Regions from separate parts of the Sus scrofa genome. Here region 1 is linked to region 2. Evidence: chromatin contacts called from public Hi-C data. All regions are on one chromosome and are shown on one strand. Each heading gives the region's core, a stretch centred on a gene start, on an enhancer-like site or on the middle of the called end of the contact. The rest is flanking DNA. Distances are from core to core; before and after follow the strand shown.

Evidence for each region. Hi-C and Micro-C count contacts between places; a contact is called where the count stands out from the background.
Region 1: a contact with region 2 is called in a Hi-C map of liver, with 2.1 times the contacts expected there. The contact joins the promoter of BHLHE22 here to the promoter of LOC100738003 in region 2. A contact is called at or near these places in 1 of 5 promoter capture datasets (liver), 3 of 47 Hi-C or Micro-C datasets (embryonic fibroblasts, fetal skeletal muscle and liver) and 1 of 2 datasets of contacts at active chromatin or transcription factors (skeletal muscle).

What each region holds. Positions count from the first base shown.
Region 1 is chr4:69,801,719-69,807,007 of Sscrofa11.1, reverse strand. It overlaps BHLHE22 (class E basic helix-loop-helix protein 22), which reads left to right and starts at 3,633. Exons shown (of 1, transcript XM_003481394.4): 1 at 3,633-5,289. The coding sequence starts at 3,699. The coding sequence ends at 4,808. It overlaps LOC106510065 (a long non-coding RNA gene), which reads right to left and starts at 304. Exons shown (of 4, transcript XR_002343286.1): 1 at 162-304.
Region 2 is chr4:69,614,629-69,620,432 of Sscrofa11.1, reverse strand. It overlaps LOC100738003 (25-hydroxycholesterol 7-alpha-hydroxylase-like), which reads right to left and starts at 4,480. Exons shown (of 6, transcript XM_021089296.1): 1 at 4,068-4,480. The coding sequence starts at 4,180. It overlaps LOC102167557 (a long non-coding RNA gene), which reads left to right and starts at 4,457. Exons shown (of 7, transcript XR_002343278.1): 1 at 4,457-4,590.

The DNA.
Region 1 (5,289 bases), core at 2,384-4,883, 190 kb before region 2:
AACCAGTCCAATACCAAGGGCGTCCAGTTGGTCGCTCCTGGACCGCGCACACCCCACTGTCTGGACCACGGAGTGGCCTGAGCTGCCCCCACCATGACTGGGCAGAGGAAACTGTCCCCAGTGTTTCCCGTCCCCCATTTGCTTCGGTAACTCACACTGACCTTCTCTGAAACTGCACAGAGTCAGAGGATTTCGCTTCCAGTGTTTCAGTCCAAGGGGTCATCAGTGGGTCAGGAGCTTTTCGCCGCGGGCTACTTTCCCACCCTTTCTTCCAGGGCAACCAGAACGTGTTTATTTTAGCCTTTCCTCTGCTATTTTTCCAACTTGCTAGTGGGATTAGGACCCGGGGACCCTTTCCTCTCTTCTTGGCAGAACAAAGTTGAAGCACAGAAACTTTGCGAGCTCCTGCGGCCCGAGGGCACTAGGTGAGCTGCTGACGTCAGCCCTTCGCTGGCCCGAAACCAGGCGGTGGGATCCCACTTGAGTGAAGAGACAGATCCTAGGCCGTGACTTAGGGTTGGTGATGATTAAACCGGGTAACGAGACACCGGGCAGATGTGTTTTCATTGCCTGTAAGATAAATGCAGCGTTAAGTGCCTGACAACTTCCCAGAAGCAATCAGCAAAAGTTTACGAGTGCATAAACCTCAAAGACCATTCCCCGACGGTTGTTATAAGGACCACATTTAGAGCATCTATAAATTCTTACACAGTTTCCCAAAGCTAAGTTTCCAGGGACTATTAAGCAGCCACCTCCTCCGGGGAGACCAAGGGGATTTTCTCGAACCGGCAAAGAAAGAGATTTGGAGCTCCGACAGAGTAATATAAAGTTGAGCGAAAGTTTGTTTTAGAAGGTTGGATGGCCGGGGAGGGGGAGAAAGGAGGGCGTGGAAGTGGGGTCGGGGTGGGGTGTCACTGGGTGCTCTCTATGTGAGTTATACTGGGAGGGTCGGAATCTAGCCAGAGTAAGCCTCCCCCTTGCGGCTTTTGGTGGTGGCCCCCTGCTCGGCCATTCCTGTCCAACTGGGCACAGCCCTTTGTGGCGCTCGTAGCTAAGACCGAGTTGCCACCCGGCCCGGACGTGGGAGCTCCTGCGCCTTTCTAGTGCCCACTTAGTGGCCGGCAGGGATCCAGGCGTCCTGAGGGAAGTGGCTGAGCATCAGAAAGACAGGCTGGGCGGAGAATCGAGTCAGACACCCCCGGAAACATGTCTCCACTCCTCCCAGAGCCACGACGGTGCCAGCCTTGGACCTCCCGCAAGTGGCCAGAGTTCTTTGGTCAGTTAGTATCAGGCACACACGACTCACCTCTGTTTACAGAGAAGCTTTGTTTATGAAGCCGGTGAAAAACAAAGCTGCTAATTGGAAAACAGTAACAAGAGCGTGTCTTTAGCTTCCTAAAGCGGGAGGTTAACAGCTGCGCGCGCCAGGGGGAGGGAGGGGGTGGGGAAGCTGCGAGCGAGGGGCCGCCCCGCACGTCGACGTGCTTTGGGGTCCCCAGCGAGACACGTGAGCCGGCTGGAGCCTTCCAGAGCCGCCCGCCCGGGTCCCAAGCTCGAAAGCCTCCCGCAGCCCGCTTACTCTTTCGTAATCTTTGGGTTCTAGTCAATAGGACGGCGCGAAAGTAACCTACGACGGCGTAGCATGTCCATGCCCAAGAGACTGAATCTCTGGCAATTATTTTGGAAAGATACCTCTGGGCCCCTTTGCCTCCTTTCCAGGTGAAAATGCAGACGTTTCTGTGTCGTCCTCGCCCCTCCTTTATGAAATAAGGCGCCCAACTGTTCTGATATTACCATTCAAAAACAGGTTCTGTGGCGAACCTCATTTGTGAATCTATTACAGAGATTAATAGATTATTTCTCCTTTTTCAACTAATTCTCAGTGGGGAAATTTAACCATATGGTAAGGAGAGAATTAGAATTTCATCACATTAGAGCAAAATGTAATGAAAAGAGTCCAACACCTGGGGCCAACTCTGAAAGCCACAATTAAAAGGTTTTTAATGAGACCAGAGAAACCCAAAATTTCATAGGCTTCAGTAATTCTGCCACATAAGAAAGATTTATTGGCGGTGTTGGGAAATATTGTTTTTACTTATGTCATAAGGATGAAAACCAGCCGCTAAATACCATGTACTCCCAGACATGGGACGCAGGAGCTGGAGGACCGCGTGTACTGTTTCCCATCCTGAGAGGAGCACTTGTTTTCACACTTCTCCCTTTGCTCTTCCTCCAAAAACAACCGCAGCAGACTCAGACGTCCCTGAATGGCTTCCTTGCTGCGGCGGCGACATTTCCAGCTAAATAAATATGCACAAATGCCCCACTTGGTTCGTGAGAGGATTTGACTCCTGGTGAAGTTGACTATTCTAAAACAACTGGATTTTAATCTTGAAGAAAGTTTCAGCAAACAGTTCTTTCCTGTTTAGGAAATCCCTGTGCTTCATAACCACCATCACTGGAACAGCTATTTGGAGACCGCGGCAAAAGCGCACCCCCCCCCTTAAAAAAATCTAATGGGCTGCATAATCACCTTGCTCTTTATTTTGTTTTGTTTTCCCAATCTGGGACGGGAATGGGCAAGGGGGAGGGGGGCTAGGGCGGAATAAAGCAGTGTGTTCAAGTTGGGTGGGGGGGCGATTGCTTTGGTCCCTTACTAGCTAAAAATCTTGGGGGCAAGCCAGCGGGGACACCACAGGGACACCACCTGCCCCCCCCCCAAAGTCCCATCTCCAATCTAGACCAGAGTCATCCTATGAACAAGGGTGGAGTAGCGTCTCGCCTGGAAGGGCCATGTGGCACAAGATGAGACCGCAGTGGCGAGGGAAGGGCAGTGGGGGGTGGGGTACGGGGGGGGACGTCTGCTTTCCATGGGACTCCCGGGCTTCGCCGCAGATCCACAATTTGCTGAAGGAGCAAAGAACATCCTCGGCTCTAAGTAGGGCTTTTAGTGTGCTCATTGATGAGTGAAAGTCGCCACACATGTCAAGCTAAAGGCAGTTGTTGGGTTACTAACAGGACCCAGCGCCTTGCAAACATATGCGCTAAGCTGTGTATACAGATGGCAGGCAGAATAATGGAGCAGGCGCCTTTTATAAAGCGCTAGCTGCTGCCTGTCTTCAGACCTGGGAAATGAAACTATTCAGACTCGCGGCCAGATAGCGCCTGCGATTGTTTGTTACCGTTTTAATCCTATTAATTAAAACGTTAACCTGATTGGGTAGAAAGCGCTGTCCCAACAGGCGACTCTTCTTCATAATAACCTACTCAGAGATAATGATGTAAAAGACTCCCCCGTCTGTGGCAGCGGCTGGTTGATGGGTCCGGAAATCTCTTGAAGGTGAATCCAAGCAAGATAAACGGTGCGGAGAGGAGGCGCGGGGCTGGGCTCAGAGCGGCGGCGGCGGCGGCTCCACTCCCTCCGCGCCCACCCTCCCACCATGCGGGGCCGCGGCCCATGGTGAGCCCCAGCAGCCAGCACCACCGGCTGGAGACGAAGAGGAAGAAGAAGAGGAGGCGGCGAGCGCGGGGGAAGGCGAAAAAGAAAAAGAAGGGGAGAGGGCTGCACTCAGCACCGGGACCGACGCACGCACCAGCCCCGGAGCCCGGCTCGGGTGCGTCTTCGGCGCCGCCTGCCTCCCGAGCCGAGGCGGCGGCGGCCGGCGCGGCGGGCCCGGGCTGCGCGCCGGCGCCGGACCATGGAGCGCGGGCTGCACCTCGGCGCGGCCGCCGCGGGCGAAGACGACCTCTTCCTGCACAAGAGCCTGAGCGCCTCCGCCGCCAAGCGCTTAGAGGCGGCTTTCCGCTCCACGCCCCCGGGCATGGACCTGTCCCTGGCGCCGCCGCCTCGGGAGCGCCCGGCGTCCTCCTCCTCGTCGCCCCTGGGCTGCTTCGAGCCGGCTGACCCCGAGGGGGCAGGGCTGCTGCTGCCGCCGCCCGGGGGAGGCGGCGGTGGCGGCGCGGGAGGAGGCGGCGGCGGCGGCGGGGTGGGCGTCCCGGGGCTGCTGGCGGGCTCTGCCGGCGTTGGGGGCGACCCTAGCCTGAGCAGCCTGCCGGCCGGGGCCGCCCTATGCCTCAAATACGGCGAGAGCGCCAGCCGGGGCTCGGTGGTCGAGAGCAGCGGCGGCGAGCAGAGCCCCGACGACGACAGCGACGGCCGCTGCGAGCTGGTGCTGCGGGCCGGGGGCGCCGACCCGCGGGCCTCCCCGGGCGCGGGAGGCGGCAGCGCCAAGGCGGCCGAGGGCTGCTCCAACGCCCACCTCCACGGCGGCGCCAACGCCCCCCCGGGGGGCCCGGGCGGCGGCGGAGCAGGCGGCGGGGGTGGTGGCGGCAGCGGCGGCAGCGGCGGCAGCGGCGGCAGCAGCAAGAAATCCAAAGAGCAAAAGGCGCTGCGGCTCAACATCAACGCCCGGGAGCGCCGGCGGATGCACGACCTGAACGACGCGCTGGACGAGCTGCGCGCGGTGATCCCCTACGCGCACAGCCCCTCGGTGCGGAAGCTCTCCAAGATCGCCACGCTGCTGCTCGCCAAGAACTACATCCTCATGCAGGCGCAGGCCCTGGAGGAGATGCGGCGCCTCGTCGCCTACCTCAATCAGGGCCAGGCCATCTCGGCCGCCTCGCTGCCCAGCTCCGCGGCGGCGGCGGCGGCGGCCGCTGCCCTGCACCCGGCTCTCGGCGCCTACGAGCAGGCTGCCGGCTACCCTTTCAGTGCCGGGCTGCCCCCGGCCGCCTCCTGCCCGGAGAAGTGCGCCCTGTTCAATAGCGTCTCTTCCAGCCTCTGCAAACAGTGCACGGAGAAGCCTTAAACGCCCCCCTCCCCGGAAAAAAAAAAAAAACAGCAAAACACAAGACCGACCCCCAAGCTAGAGGAAAGTGAAAAGCTGCCCCCACCCCCCTTATTTGGTCCTCTCGTAGTTGTGAAACACTTGCAGAGCAAACAAAGCAGAGGCGAGAACTGAGAAGTATCAGAGACAAACGGGACTTCCAGCCCTGACATCCCCAGAATTTCGGTCTTTAGGGTGGGCAGGGCGGGAGGAGGGAGGTGGAGTTGGGGTGGAGGACGGATGTCTTTTTTCACGGAAAAGTGGCAACTTTGGTGGCAGCTTAGATCGCGAGGAAGCAGAGTTTCCCTTTAAGGTTAAATATAAGTTGGGATGTAGTCGTTATTAAGCGTGGAGAGTTACATGGCAAAATAGTAATCCTACTACTAATTGTGAAATTGGCTAGAGGGAGAGAGGAAGAGTTCGGGTTTGGGTGGGTTGTGGGACGGAGTATTCATTCAGACAA
Region 2 (5,804 bases), core at 3,231-5,730:
ACCTCATGGTTCCTAGTTGGATTCATTAACCCCTGAGCCACAGTGGGAACTCCTATAAACTCATCTTTATAAAGAGTAAATCTAAGCTCCAACAAGTTCAAGGGTATTGGCCAGAAATACATCTGCACACTAGAACAAAATTCAACACTCTTCAGGGGAAGACAATTAAATTCCAAATCTAGAAAGATAGTGTTTATAACAAAAGATTGGGTGAAGATATGCAGCAACTGGAACTCTCATAGAGTATGTACTGGTGGAAGCGCTACAAATAGTGCGATTACTTTGGAAAAGTGGCATTTTCCCAGCTGGTTGTGAGTGTGTCTTTACTCTGTGATCCATCAGCCTTCTATGGGTTTCCAGATTTTAACCCACGAAAGAACTAAATATATGTCCACGAAAAATCTTGTAAAACAATGTTTACATAGGCTTTACTTATAATAGTCCCAAACTGGAAATAACTAAATGTCCATTAACTGAATAACAGATGACCACATGTAGTATACACATACACACCCACATACATAATAAACATAATATATATGTACATATACATGAATATACCACTGTTTATATAAAAAGAATACAAACTACTCTGCAATGAAATAGCATAAATGAATTACTGATACAGGTAACAACAGGTAAATCTCAAAATCTTTTTGTTGATAGAAAGCAGCCATACGCAAAAGCAGATCCTGCATAAGCCCATTTAGATGAAGTTCAAGAACAGGCAAAACTAAATCAGAGCTCAGGGATGGGGACAGACTAGAAAAGGGCATTAGAAAACTTTCTGGAGTGATGAGAATATTCCATACCTTGATTAGGGTGACAGTTACATGGGTATATACATTTATGAAAACTAATAAAATGGTTCAGCTGCAATCTACACATTTCAGTGTACATAAGTTTAACCCCCCAAAATGTCTGTGGTATATCCCTGCAGTCTTTTATATTTTTAAGAAAGATAAAAGCAACCCCAGAGAGTTCCCGTTGTGGCTCTGCGGGTTACAAACCTGACTAGTGTCCATAAGCATGTGGGTCTGATTCCTAGCCTCACTCGGTGGGTTAATGATCTGGCATTGCCATGAGCTGTGGTAAAGGCTGGCAGCTGTAGCTCTGATTCCACCCCTAGCCCAGGCATTTCCATATGCTTGCAGCTGTGGCCCTAAAAGAAACACAAAAAGCAAACCCCTGATATTGAGCTGTTTGCTTGGCACTCAAAGGGTGAGCCAAAAATACTGCCTACCATTCCAGTGAAACAAATGTTGCCCAGCTGTCAGCCACTACAGCCACCCCTGACAGAGTGGTGAGCCTGGAGGGGATTTCAGGATGGAGAAAAACAGGATACTAGCCCTAGACAGTGAAGATGCATAACTAAGAAATCATTTCAATGAGCTCAGACTCTTGCACCTTCCCACATACAGAAAAGCTCTAAAATCACTAACTTGAGGAGTTTCCTGGTGGCCTAGGGATTGATGTTGTCACTGCTGTGGCTTGGGTCACTGCTGTTGCGTAAGTTCAACCCCTGGCCTGGGATTTCTTCCACATGCTGTGGGCATGGCAAAAAAACCAAAAACAAAAAACAAAAAACAAAATCATTAACTTGAGATGTGTTTTTTTCTGATTAGCAGTAGTCTTTTGAGGTTCAACTACATGATTTATTTATTTATTTATTTGCAAAAAACTCCTCTATATCCTGGTTCCTCCCTTGTCTCTTGCCTCTTCAGAACAGTTCCTCAGAGCTAGCTGAGAGGCTGTCTCCTGGGCTGTATAGTCTTCAGTAAGATTCTCAAATAAAACACAACTCAGCTTTTAGGTTGTGTGTTTTTATTCAGTTGACAGTAGCTACCACACTTTGCTCTGCTGCTGAAGGTAAACAATTGCCCAAACATTAGGCCAATCTTGAGCAAATATTTGATTAAGTGACCAAAGAAAGCTGCTCTGTGATTTTTATGGAGAAAGCAAAAATAAATTCACTCCATAATCATGAATACCTACACTGGCAAAATCATGAACACTGTCTAAATCAATAAAATGACCCCCAAACTAATTCTAGTGTCTGTTGCTTACTTACTAACTACTGATTTAGCCGCAATCCATTCCTCTTGCCTCAGAAGAGATCTCTTAGGGTGTTCAATCATAGCCCCGCCCCAGCTGCCTGAGAGTATGTTACCAACAGAGCAAAACCCTGCTTCCTCGAACCCTCTCTAAAATCACATAACACAAACCTAAATCCTATAAATAGGTCCTTTCCAAAACTCTTTTAGTCATGATGAATGGTATGTGTTCTTTCTTGCTGTCATAAGCAATAACTACTCCAATTACCAATAACTCTACTCCTCGTGGTCTTTGGCTGAGGTCACTGACATTGTGTATGTGAACATATTCTGTTTTGTATTTTTTTTCTTACTATATCTTGAATATGGTTTTCTACATCTTCATATATTCTACACTATATTTTTATGGCCAGTATAAGTTTCTATCATTTGGACATGCTAGAATTTCTTTAACTAGATCAATATTTTTTGGAAACCTAGTTTTCTTCTAATGTTTCACTCTTATAAGCAATCCTAATGAGCACTGCTGTGGTTAAATCTTAAAGAATGTTCATGATAATCTCACCAGGAGAAGTTCTTTTAAATAAGATTACTGGAATTACTGGCTCAAGAGATATGAAACATAATACTAAATTGCACTCTCATCTGCATATAAAATTTTAGAAGTTTATTGGAGGACAGACAGCATTTCAACCCACTTCAAACAGGCTAGCATTCTGGTTAACTCTCAGTTTAGCTCTTATCAGTTCTGCATCTTGTCAACACCGGTGTCCTTTGCCCTCACAAACTTGACTGCTCAGAGACATTTGACACGGATAACTCCCCCTCTACTGCTTAAATATATCCCTGCGGAGCTTCCAGAACCCCACAGTCACTGGATTTTCCTCCCATGCTACTGGGACTCCACTGTGGCCCCTCTTCCTCCGCCAGACCCTGCAATAAGGAGCGTGGCCTAGACTCCCTGCTTCTCCATCAGACTCTCTCACCAGGTGACCAACCTACACTCATTTCATATTTGTGACATTCATAATTAAATATTCTCCCTGGACCTCGCCACTGAGCACCAGAAACACAGCCTTCACTATCTAACGGCCCCAAACAAAATTGCTGGTCCCCTCCATTCCGCTAAACCTGCCCTACCTCAGGAAATGACACCAGCCTCCACCTAGATGATCAGACAAAAATAAAAAACAAGGGGGTTAACATGCTATGAGAAACCTGGTAGTATGAAAAAGGCACCAGGTAAGAAAAGAAACAGAGTGATTTCAAAATGAGTGCTTTTAGGTTGAACTTGTCTTGTTTCTTCTACTTCCACATTTCCTTTTTTTTTTTTTTTAACCTTTTTTGGAGAGAGATTTATTGAGAGAGATAAACAGAGTGGGCCATCTCAGAAGGCAAGGGAGTGGCCTCTACTTCCATACTCTCAATGAGACCATCAAGTGTGACACACCTAGTAGTTCTGTTACTGTTTTCTTTTGTTCTAAGAAAAATAAATGTATCAAACACATACTCTAAGCTCGTTCAGTACTCACAAAAATCCCATGAGATACTATTATTTTATCTGCCAAACGTGGGCCAGGGGTAAACTGAGGCACAGAGAGAGGCACCCAGCGGTATCATTCAGACCATACATCGGCATTTTCCTAAAACACTTCACTTATAACGGAATGTAATGGAAGAAAACCCCCCTCTATGAATGCAAGGCCATTAAGCATCAAGTCACTGTAACTAGGCACCAAAATGTGTCTGGAAGCCAAGCCTGATGCACATTGTAAAATGCAAACCTGGGGCTGCCTACAACCTACACTGGAGCGGCACATCGTTTGCACACGAACTCCGACGCCCGGGCAAAAGGCCCAGGAAGCCTTTGTCTTTGCACACGACCCCCAAAGATGTAGGCACCCCCTGCAAGTTGTGCCTCGCCGCGCCGGGAGGCCTGGAGGGGACCGGCGGGACCATCTCGGTCGCGCGCGGTGGCGAGGCCCACGACGCATGCGTGGCCCGGGCGCTTACCTGGTGCGCCGGGTGCGCAGGAATAAGACCAGCAGCAACAGGGCCGCGGCGAGAGCCAGGCCCCGGGGGCTGAGTAGCTGCGGCAGCCACGGCTCCGGCGAGAAGCGGCCCATGCCCGCCGACGCGTCTTCCGCCGTCTGGATGGCGCGCGGCTGCGGGGACAGCGGGGGTCTCTCTCTCTCTCTCTCTCTCCCTCCCGGGGCGGCGTGGCCGGAGACTCTGCAGCCGGCGGAAGGTCAGGGTCCGAGCCCGGGAGGCTGGCCTGGCCGCGGCTTCGCCTGGAATGTCACCGAGGGCCCCCGGGCCGAGTCTCAAAGTTCCCGGACTCCCCTCCCCCTGCACACCCCCCTCCCACACGCACCGCCCCGCTCGACTGCCGCCTCCCGCCAGCAGCTTCTGGAAAACGGCGCGCCGGCCCCCCGGGGCAGGAAGAAGGGCCAAAGAAGAGGGGGAAGGGGCTAGGACTTCCTGAGCACCAGCCTCCGAAGGCCTGAGGGAAGGGGATTTCAGTTCTGAGTCGAAAGTGAGTCGCTCGGGTTCGTCATCTCTTTAGCCCGCGCGCCTCGGGAGGCTAAGGAACCGGGAGCGGGGTGGGATGGGATCCGGCCCCAGGGATCCCGTAGGCACCCTCTGACCCCGGGGCTTCGCTGCCCTCCACTCGCCGCGCGGCTCCCGCGCCTCGTGTGCGCCCAGAACTGTCTTTGAGGCCCGGAGTACGTGGCCCAGGGTCGGGCTCCAGCCCCGGTCCTGATGGGGCGCACCGTCCAGGAGGACAAAGAGGAAAGGAGCTATACCGAAACAGACGCTAAGGTACTAAACACAAGTCGTCCAAGGCCCGCAGGTGGACTTTTGAAAGCATAAGGGAGAAACTTTGAGAATTTCTTTTCCTGAGTCACGGTCATTCACCACCAGGGACTTCACACGTGTGTCGTTTATGCTCCCCACCAAACTTGGAATGGAATTTTTAGCCACGTTTTAGAGAACAGATAATGAAGCGCTGGTTAACAACTTACGCTAGTCACTCAATTGATAAGTAACAACCGTTCTAATCAGGGCTGTTCCAGTACCACTGAGTTCTTTCCTCTCTGTTAAGATTTTATTTGAGCAGGTCTCTGGACTTTTAGAGCAGCTTCAGAAGCTCCGTTCCCCTGACCTTTGAGTTTTCCAGCCCAGCCTCCCCATTGCCATTCCCTACAACACTGACCTGTCCAGCTTTGACCCTGTTCAGAACTCTTGATGGTTGCCTTTTTGATAAAGTCATAAATCTTCGACCTGCAGTGAGAAGCCCTCCACAGTTTGTCTCGTGCGTGCCTAGTACAGTTGCATGTTCATGGAAGTCTGAGTCGCTGGTGCCTTGCCATCAGCCCTTTTACACCTTTGCTTTTGATATTCCCTCTGAAAAATATTTCCTCTCTCCTCTAAATACAAAAATTCTACGTACCTCTCAAGGCCCAGCTCAAATCCCACTTCCTTCTAGAAATTATTCCTAACTCATTTTTTAATGAATCTCTCCCATCTCCATACTTTTATACTGTCTCTATTTATCATTCCATTCTTTGTCCCTCTATATCTGAGTTATTTCTGTCTATGTCTGTCTTGCCTGCTTTAGGTAAGAACCATCTCTTAGACGACCTTGTCTGCACCTACTTTGCCGTCTGTGATCTGGTCCACCACCCTGGACTTGAGATAATGTAGTTGGAAGTGCTTCACCTGTGCCTGGCTCTTAGTTGGTGCTCC